2 separate regions of the Mus musculus genome follow, and region 1 is linked to region 2. The links are chromatin contacts, called in public HiChIP or PLAC-seq maps. All regions are on one chromosome and are shown on one strand. Each heading gives the region's core, a stretch centred on a gene start, on an enhancer-like site or on the middle of the called end of the contact. The rest is flanking DNA. Distances are from core to core; before and after follow the strand shown. Region 1 has its middle 37 kb from the start of Gm39037. Region 2 overlaps Slco3a1 (solute carrier organic anion transporter family, member 3a1).

Region 1 (4,058 bases), core at 1,489-3,988, 170 kb after region 2:
TGAATGACTTCACACCCAATTATTTGTACTTAATCTTTAAATTGAAATGTTCTCTGTTGAGGGCTGGTGAGTGGAATAATGTTTTAAGATAGATCCTCCCATCTCTTAGCGAGGTAGAGCCCAGTGCCTGTGTGTGATGTACATGTGGACGATGTTCCTTAGCTGTTGCTCCTCCGTTTCTGAATGCCACTTTCCCCTTTTCTGTACTGCTGTAATCAAATCCATTTTCCTTGCATGAATTCTGCCTAGAGAGAATAAAAGGAAAGGAAAACTCCATTAAATCTTGCCTTACCTCCTGAAAAAAACAAAACAAAACAAAACAAAACAAAACAAAACAAAACAATTAATAATGATGCTGACAACAAACAGACTCAATGGCAGTTGACAAAAATGGAAAGGAGAGCCAAGAAGTCAACCATCACCGTGAAACTCATAACGATCACAGGCACTTATGTACCTTTTAGCCATTTAATCTGTATTTCTCTGTTACATGTGACATGGCAATGACATTACTGACTAAATTATGAACAAAATATACCTTGTTTTTTTTTTCTATTTGACTTTTTCTCTGAGATATGTGAGAACAAAGACGCCAACTTTGCTGAGTTTGTAGAGGTTGAGGTCACACAGCTTGTCATCAGTGTGGCAAATGTCACCTACCTTTGTGGTCACAAAGAGTTTAGGAGGTAAAGATCTGGGAGGCTTTACGATGAACAAGCAGAAGGACACAGAATAAGTCACGACACAAGAGCCTTTAACTGGGACAGTGTAGGAGAGAGCAGGGAGCTAGACCAGAATGCAGAAGTGGGAACCTCACTACCACAGCATCCCAGATTAATGAGATCCGTGAGTCAAGCATCTAGAGAGACTGGCTGCCGCTGCCACTGCTGTTTCACAGAGTCTATGAATCACTATTTCAAGAAAATAGATGTTAAGCTGTTGTTCTTTTTATTTTGGATCCCTAAACATGGTGTTATTAATGCTTTGTTTGGGTTCTTTGCCATGGGAACCAAAATAGTCACACTCGTGTTCCCCAAATCTGAGCTAGGACAAATGACTTAACAACCCAATCTTTGGTTTCTTCTCTCTGGTTCTCCATATCCTCAATTCTGCTATAGCCTGAGGTAATATTTTCCAGTGCATTTTACTCTCTAACATTTCATGAAGAGAGTTCTTGCAATTTTAAGGGCTGTGATTTTATAGACAAATGTCTGAAAACATACTTCATTTTACCAACTATAAAATGGGGCACAAGAGGAAACTCTCTCCATTCCTTTGGTATGTCCTGTTTGCGATTGACATTTAGTCATTTATTTGCTATGACAATAGCCACTTGATTTTTTTTATTGGATATTTCCTTTATTTACATTATCCCCCTTCCTGGTTTCCCTCCAAACTGGAAACCCCCTATCCCATCCCCCATCCCCTGTTTCTATGAGGGTGTTTACTCACCCAATACTGCTTCACTCCCCATCCCCTGACATTCCTCTACATTGGGGCATCGAGTCTTCACTGTACCAATGGCCTCTTCTCTCATTGTTGCCTGACAATGCCATCTTCTACTACATACGTGGCTGGAGCTATGATGGGTCCCTCCATGTGTACTCTTTGGTTGGTGGTTTCATCCCTGGGAGCTCTGGGGCATCTGGTTGGTTGATATTGATGTTCTTCCTATGGGGTTGCAAACCCTTTCAGCTCCTTCAGTCCTTTCTCTAATTCCTCCATTGGGGACTCCATGTTCATTCCAATGGTTGGCTGTGAGCATCCACCTCTGTATTTGTCAGGCTCTGGCAGAGCCTCTCAGGAGACAGCTATATCAGTCTCCTGTGAGCATGCACTGCTTGGCATCCACAATAGTGTCTGGGCTTGGTGACAGTATATAGGGTGGATCCCCAGGTGGGACAGTCACTGGATGGCCTTTCCTTCAGTCTATGCTCCACACTTTATCACCATATTTCCTCCTGTGAGTATTTTGTTTCCCCTTCTAAGAAGGACCGAAGCAGCCACACTTTGGTCTTCCTTATTTTTGAGCTTCATGTGGTCTGTGAATTGTATCTTGGGTATTCTGGGTTTTGGGTTAATATCCACTTATCAGTGAATGCATACCATGTGTGTTCTTTTGTGACTGGGTTACCTCACTCAGGATATTTTCTAGTTCCATCCATTTGCCTAAGAATTTCATGAAGTCATTGTTTTTAATAGCTGAGTTGTGTAAATATACCATTGTGTAAATATACCACATTTTCTGTATCCATTCCTCTGTTGAGGAACATCTGGGTTGTTCTAGCTTCTGGATATTATAAATATAGCTGCTATGAACATGATGGAGCATGTGGAACACCTTTTGGGTATATGCCAAGGAGTGGTATTGCTGGTTCCTCAGATTTTGGATGTACATGTATTTTAAATGTAGTTTAAAGGTTTTTTTAAACTTTGATTTACATCTAGAATGCTTGGCTTATATCTCCTTATATGGGACATGTCAGGGCCAAAAGAAATTTGTTTCACATAGACCTTACATATACAACCTGATCATAATTTTATACAATACTGTTGATAATTCTGTGCATGAAAAGTTATGTGTATTGAAGGATATTTGTACTATAGATCAAGTGTGGCATCTTTTATTTTCAGTTACTTGGGTGATGCTTAATTTGTGTATACGGCAGAGTTACCCAGTGTGCCTCTGAGTCCTCTGTGGTTGCCCTGTGCTCCACCACTGTGATGCAGTCTGCAGAACTGGAGCCTCTCATCTTACCCAGCTTCTCAGACACCTTCTTCACTGGGTTCAATGTTTCCTGTTGAAAACAACAAAACTGCTGTTTGGGCTTTTTTTTTTTTTTTTTTTTTTTGAGAGTCTGTTTTTGCATATCATACAGATACATTTTTGTTACTCTTTTTTTTTTTAAAGGAAAGCAATGTATGTTGATTCAAGGGTAGAAAAAAAGCTGAAAGATATTCTCTTGAGCAGGTGGCTCATGGTGAAAAAAAATCACTTCTGTTCAATGTTTACATGGGTTTGAACCATACTTTAAGATGGAAAAACAGAGGCAATTAGAGTTAAGTAACAACTGAATGTTTAACTTGTCTTCTTTGGTTTTGTCTTGTGTTTTTAACGGTTTGCTGAAATAATGGCCTCTTCTCTGGGCTCTCATTTGCTTTGCCATGGGTGTCAGATCTGTGTGGAGTTGCTCATACAAGAAAAGTGCCACTCCTTATGAAGTAACGATGTTAAGTTTTGGAAGTGCTTGATGGCTAAAGTGAAGGAAATCTGTATTTGAGGCTCAAATGATGGTATGACTTAGTCCTTCTGAATTTCAGTCACTTTATGTGTAGTAGTGGAGATAAAGGTAGAGAACATTATGATTGTCAGTAAAACAACACCATTGTGATAAAAGGTGGTGATGGTTACTGCTGCCAATGCTTACTAAATAGGCTTTTATATGTTTATTAATAAATACCATTCAATGTAAATTGTATGGTAGAGATTGGCATCTTATGGCAACTGATAATAGCTCAAAGCAAACCATTTCCTGGATCTTGATTCTTGGTGATAATACTTCATCTTCTTTGTTTCCTGAGTTCATTTGTTGCCTGTATTGATTCTCTATCCCAGTGGAGCTGGATTTGAGAACTGCATTAAAAATATTAACCAAAAGAGGCTGTTTTTTAGGCAAATGTGTAATGAAGCTTCGGATGGTCCCAAATGGTATTTGCCAGTGGCTATTCATCATGACCAGTGCATAATTTTTCAGGAAGTGAGACTGGAAACGTCAGAAAAAGATATGATTTCTCGTTTTATGGATGCACAGGGAACATTCAACAACTCAACCTACTATGAGGTGGGAGGTCATTGAGTCTATTTAGTAGTGGGAGTGTGTTACACATACAGTGTCTTTGTAGTAATCTTTATAATCAGGACCCATTGTTCACCACCATGATATTGTTTTCTCCATCATTAGGCAGAGAGGCAAAACTTCTTTAGTCTGTGACTGAATGTTCCCAAATGGAAAGTAGCCAGAAAGGTGCTGTCAATTGTTCTGATTCAGAAGGGATCT
Region 2 (4,094 bases), core at 1,260-3,759:
CTCATTGAGTCCTGGCATTTGTAAGGCAAATTGCAGGATTCCAACTATAAAGATGATACTTAAGTTTTTATGAGTGTCCATTAACTAACTAAGACTTTGATATCTGCAGACTGCATCTGTGGTGTGGACTAAAATAAGCTTGCCGGCGCAAGTGCTCTCTCTCTCTCTCTCTCTCTCTCTCTCTCTCTCTCTCTCACACACACACACACACACACACACACACACACACACACCGACCGCATTCATATACACATACCACTTGGCAGAAGTGAAATGGCATCGCTGAGCTGGATGGAAGATATTCATTTAGCTGATTCATTTCTGACAATATGAAGTCATTAGAGGGAGTTAAGGCAGCTTTGGCAACTGCAAGCATTAAAGAGAACAGGGTTGGTTATGTTTCCCATTCAATAAACGGGGCCATTGACTAAGCTGTATGTACTCACCGCTCTCTGCCTACAGAAGTGATTTGCTATTAAACACATACTGCTCTTGTCAAAAGCCTGACAATGGGTTATTTTTGCATGCTTGAGTTTGGAGGGATAGAGACAAGGGGTGGGGCATCCCTCTTGACCTCTGGTCCCTAACCTGCAACTTAAATGACTATGAAATGATAAAAGCAAGCACTAAGCCAAAACCTTCAGCCTCGCACTTGTTCTTTTATGTGTTGAGTCAGGAGCTCTGCAGAGTATGATGATGCATATCTTGGTGCTGTGAAAAAGCCAGCACTTCCTTCAGAGGCCAACCACATCCCAGGAGTTCAGCGCTAGTTAAGGTTTGAATATAAAGTACCATGCCTAGTCTCACCCACAGGATGTAGTCCCTAGTAGATGACACTTGACAAGGGGAAGTCCTGAACCTTAGAAGGTAAGGCTGAGTTGGACCAACAAGATCACTGGGGCAGCTGAAGGCTAAGCCTGTTTTCCAGTTCTTGTTGCATTCTCTGTTCCTTGCCCTCTTTGGTGTAAAGAGCCCCCTCTTTCTATGCCATAATGTCCTGATTCATCATGAGCCAGAACCTAGAGCCAAAGACCATAAACTAAAATCTCTGAGCCAAGAGACAACCTTCCTCCTGTAAGTTGGTTTTCTCTGGCCTATGGTCACAGCATTAATAAAACTAACCATTATATTCATCTTTCAAGGTGTCTGGTTGACTCTCAAGAGGGAAGCAATGCAACCCAAGTCCTACATGACATAAAAGTGTTTGGGTCTAAAAGAGGTGGGATCTTGCCTATAACTGCAAGTGCTGAGAAGGATAATTTACATAACCAAATAAGCAGGATTTCGAGGGTTGGACACCAGCTTCAAGCACAGCCTGGAACAGCCTCCTGCCCTCTGATTCTCCAGGTTGACTCTCTCTGTCACTGTAGTCATTTCCTCTGTGTGTGGCAGCCAAGATGGACATCGGACTCCTTGTGCATTCTGGGTTCTTACCCAGAATGTTCTAGAAAGAAGGTGACTGGTGTTTGTCTGAATCCAGAGTAGTTTCTGATTGACCTACTCATTGGGCCAATCACTGTAGACCATGGCTTTTCTCTATGTCATAATTGGCTATCCCTAGACCATATGGCCATTCCTGTAGCTCACAAAAACCACCTGATATAGGAAGGCTATTCTTCAGTATGAAAACGAGATGCTGGACAGACAGACTCCAGCAAGTGTCTATACTATTCTTCCAATACTCGTTAGCAATGGAGGATGGTTAACCCAAGTCACAGAGACAATACCACCAAACAGCATTGCTTTCTACACAGAAAACCCTTCATACCATCTCTTCTTACAGAATGCTTTTGAGGGGTGAAAAGAACACAAAGAAAGTCAATGTTGTTCTTAGAAAAAGCAAATAGAATAGAAGTAAACTAGATGAAAAAACACACCTGTTATGGAAGGAGATCTTAAATAGTCTTTTATTTGAGAACAATACTTGTGCTACAGTTAAGGAAAGATAATAGGCCTGTATTCATCAGCCAGGTGCAGCAAAATGGGCTGTGGTGAAGCCAGTCTTTGATATTCTGGTGGAAGGAAACTGCTTTTGCAAGAATCTATACCTCGACCTCTCCAGTCTTCTCTCTTCTCTATCACCCACTTCCTTGCTATGTCTGAATGTCTCTTTGCAAAGATGCAGTCATCCACACAGTAGACATGTATGCCCAACCAATCCAAATTGTATTCCTTGAACATTCCAATGTTTCCTTTAGGGAACTGTAGAACTTTACTTTATTTATTACTTTATGTCAATGGCTCATTGTTCTTATTTTTATAAGGCATTAGGCATGGTATCAGCAGGATCAGAACCATAAAAGCCCATGAAAATTCCCCCTCATCTCTGCCAGGAAGTCCTGATACAGGTTACCAGTGTTGACTCACTGTTTTAGTTTGAGTATGAAACACCCCCCAAAGGCAAGTGGCCCTGGTTGGGGAAGTTGTGGAACCTTAAGGAAGAAGGGCTTAGCTTGTAGAAGTAAGTTTCTGAGAAGACAGGCCTTGAGGTTTTATGGCCCAGGCCTACTTCCTATTCTGTTTAGACTTCCTGTTTTAGCAAGACGTGAGTGAGGAGTTCAAGCTGCACACTCTTAGCACCCACCACCACACCCTCCCGTCATAATGGACTTTATCCTCTCAAACCATGAGCTAAAACCAACCATCATTGCCTCAAGTTGTTGTGTCTATTATTTAATCAAAGGCTGGGGGATTTCAATGAGTTAGCAATGCAGTCTGCTTGGAAAACAAGCATCTTAAGTCTCTCTTCAAAATAAGCAGCTCTGAGTGGGGCTAGAGAGATGGCTCAGAAGTTTAGAGCACTGGCTGCTCTTGCAGAGAACTGGAGTTCAACTTCCAGCACCCACACAGTGGGCCACCGCTCCCTATAAGTCGTGTTCTAGGGAATCTGATGCCCAGTTCTGACTTCTAGAGGGACAAGGCACACAGGTTGTGAACAGATCTACATGCAGGCAAAACCTTCATGCAAGGGCTGTGGTGGCTTAGTTCAGGACTAAAAAGGTTTCTATTCATAAGTGTCATACCTGCTGCTGACAATCACGACCCAAGGACACTTGTCTAATAACCTGTCCTCAATGAGATAAACCTGCCACTTCATCTATGCCTCTGTTTCTAGATTTGTAAATGGAGACACTATAAAGATGATCAAGGAAATGCTTTTTGATTCTGCCCTCCCCTTAAGATACATAATACTTGTTGCTTAGGAACAGTGAGCCTACCAAACCCCATCATATTGGTAGGGTGATGAGTTCACAGCAATAGGAAGCCCAGCCAGTCTGCAGGAATGAGGTCCATGGAAGAACCAGAATTCAAATCTTGAAATGACTGCGAGAAGCCTAATTCAGAATGCTCATGGTAACCAAGGTGGTGAGCCGTGATGTCCCAAGCCACCGAATGTGAAATATATGCATTTAGAAAGGATTGAAAATCAGCTACCATCACAGGCAATTCAGAAGCCCCAGATTAGGACTTTGGGTGAGTTGTTTAACACAGTGCCAAACACACTGAAATGGCATGTCACCAGCAGCTGGGATGAGGGACTGGAGAGGGGCCAAAACAAGCTGACCACTTCCAGTGCCATTTAGTTCAGAAAAAAGAAATTAATGAGAGAAACTTCAATATCAATGAAGTTGCAAGAATATAATGAGCTATGCTTGCTCCCAGGAGGAACAGCCTTTCAATTATGTCTTTTAAAAGAATTGCAGTCACAGTGTATTTGATCCATACCCGACCCAAGCTCTTTGTGGAGAATTAGAACACATTTTACCCAATGTCAACTTAAAATAAAACTCATCTGAAGCAAAATAACTCTTTGCTCCCAGGGCTCTAAAAAGAAGTGTGGTTCTCTTTGTTGGCTGGGTGGTAAGCTTGTGACCTTTGTACTAACACTTGGCAGGTGAAATGTGAGAATAATTCTCTTTGCATCATTAGCTAAAACACAGAGGGCTGATCTCGGTTGCAATCTAATTGATAACAAAGAGTACATGATACTTCAGGTCTAATAGATATGCCACAAGGCTCAGAACAACTGTGCTGTGTAATCCAGCACACTGCTAGGGTCCCTGCTCCTCCCATAGGTCCTCTCCAAGATGCCC

Evidence for each region. HiChIP or PLAC-seq counts read pairs in DNA pulled down with a chosen protein or histone mark.
Region 1: a BATF HiChIP or PLAC-seq map of CD8 T cells shows a contact between it and region 2, with 14 read pairs. The contact joins two enhancer-like sites. A contact is called at or near these places in 1 of 484 Hi-C or Micro-C datasets (nephron progenitors), 1 of 115 datasets of contacts at active chromatin or transcription factors (CD8 T cells) and 1 of 9 other capture datasets (adipose tissue).

Annotation. Positions count from the first base shown.
Region 1 is chr7:74,661,288-74,665,345 of GRCm38.p6, forward strand. No RefSeq gene overlaps it. Among named protein-coding and RNA genes, the nearest start is that of Gm39037, 37 kb to the left of the region's middle. Within about 2 kb of position 2,739, at least 10 of the 459 cell types and tissues checked have an H3K27ac peak or open chromatin away from gene starts, as enhancers often do. A contact at or near this core is called in CD8 T cells, where this site is marked.
Region 2 is chr7:74,494,927-74,499,020 of GRCm38.p6, forward strand. The region is part of intron 2 of Slco3a1 (solute carrier organic anion transporter family, member 3a1); the gene reads right to left. Among named protein-coding and RNA genes, the nearest start is that of Slco3a1, 58 kb to the right of the region's middle. Within about 2 kb of position 2,510, at least 47 of the 459 cell types and tissues checked have an H3K27ac peak or open chromatin away from gene starts, as enhancers often do. A contact at or near this core is called in CD8 T cells, where this site is marked.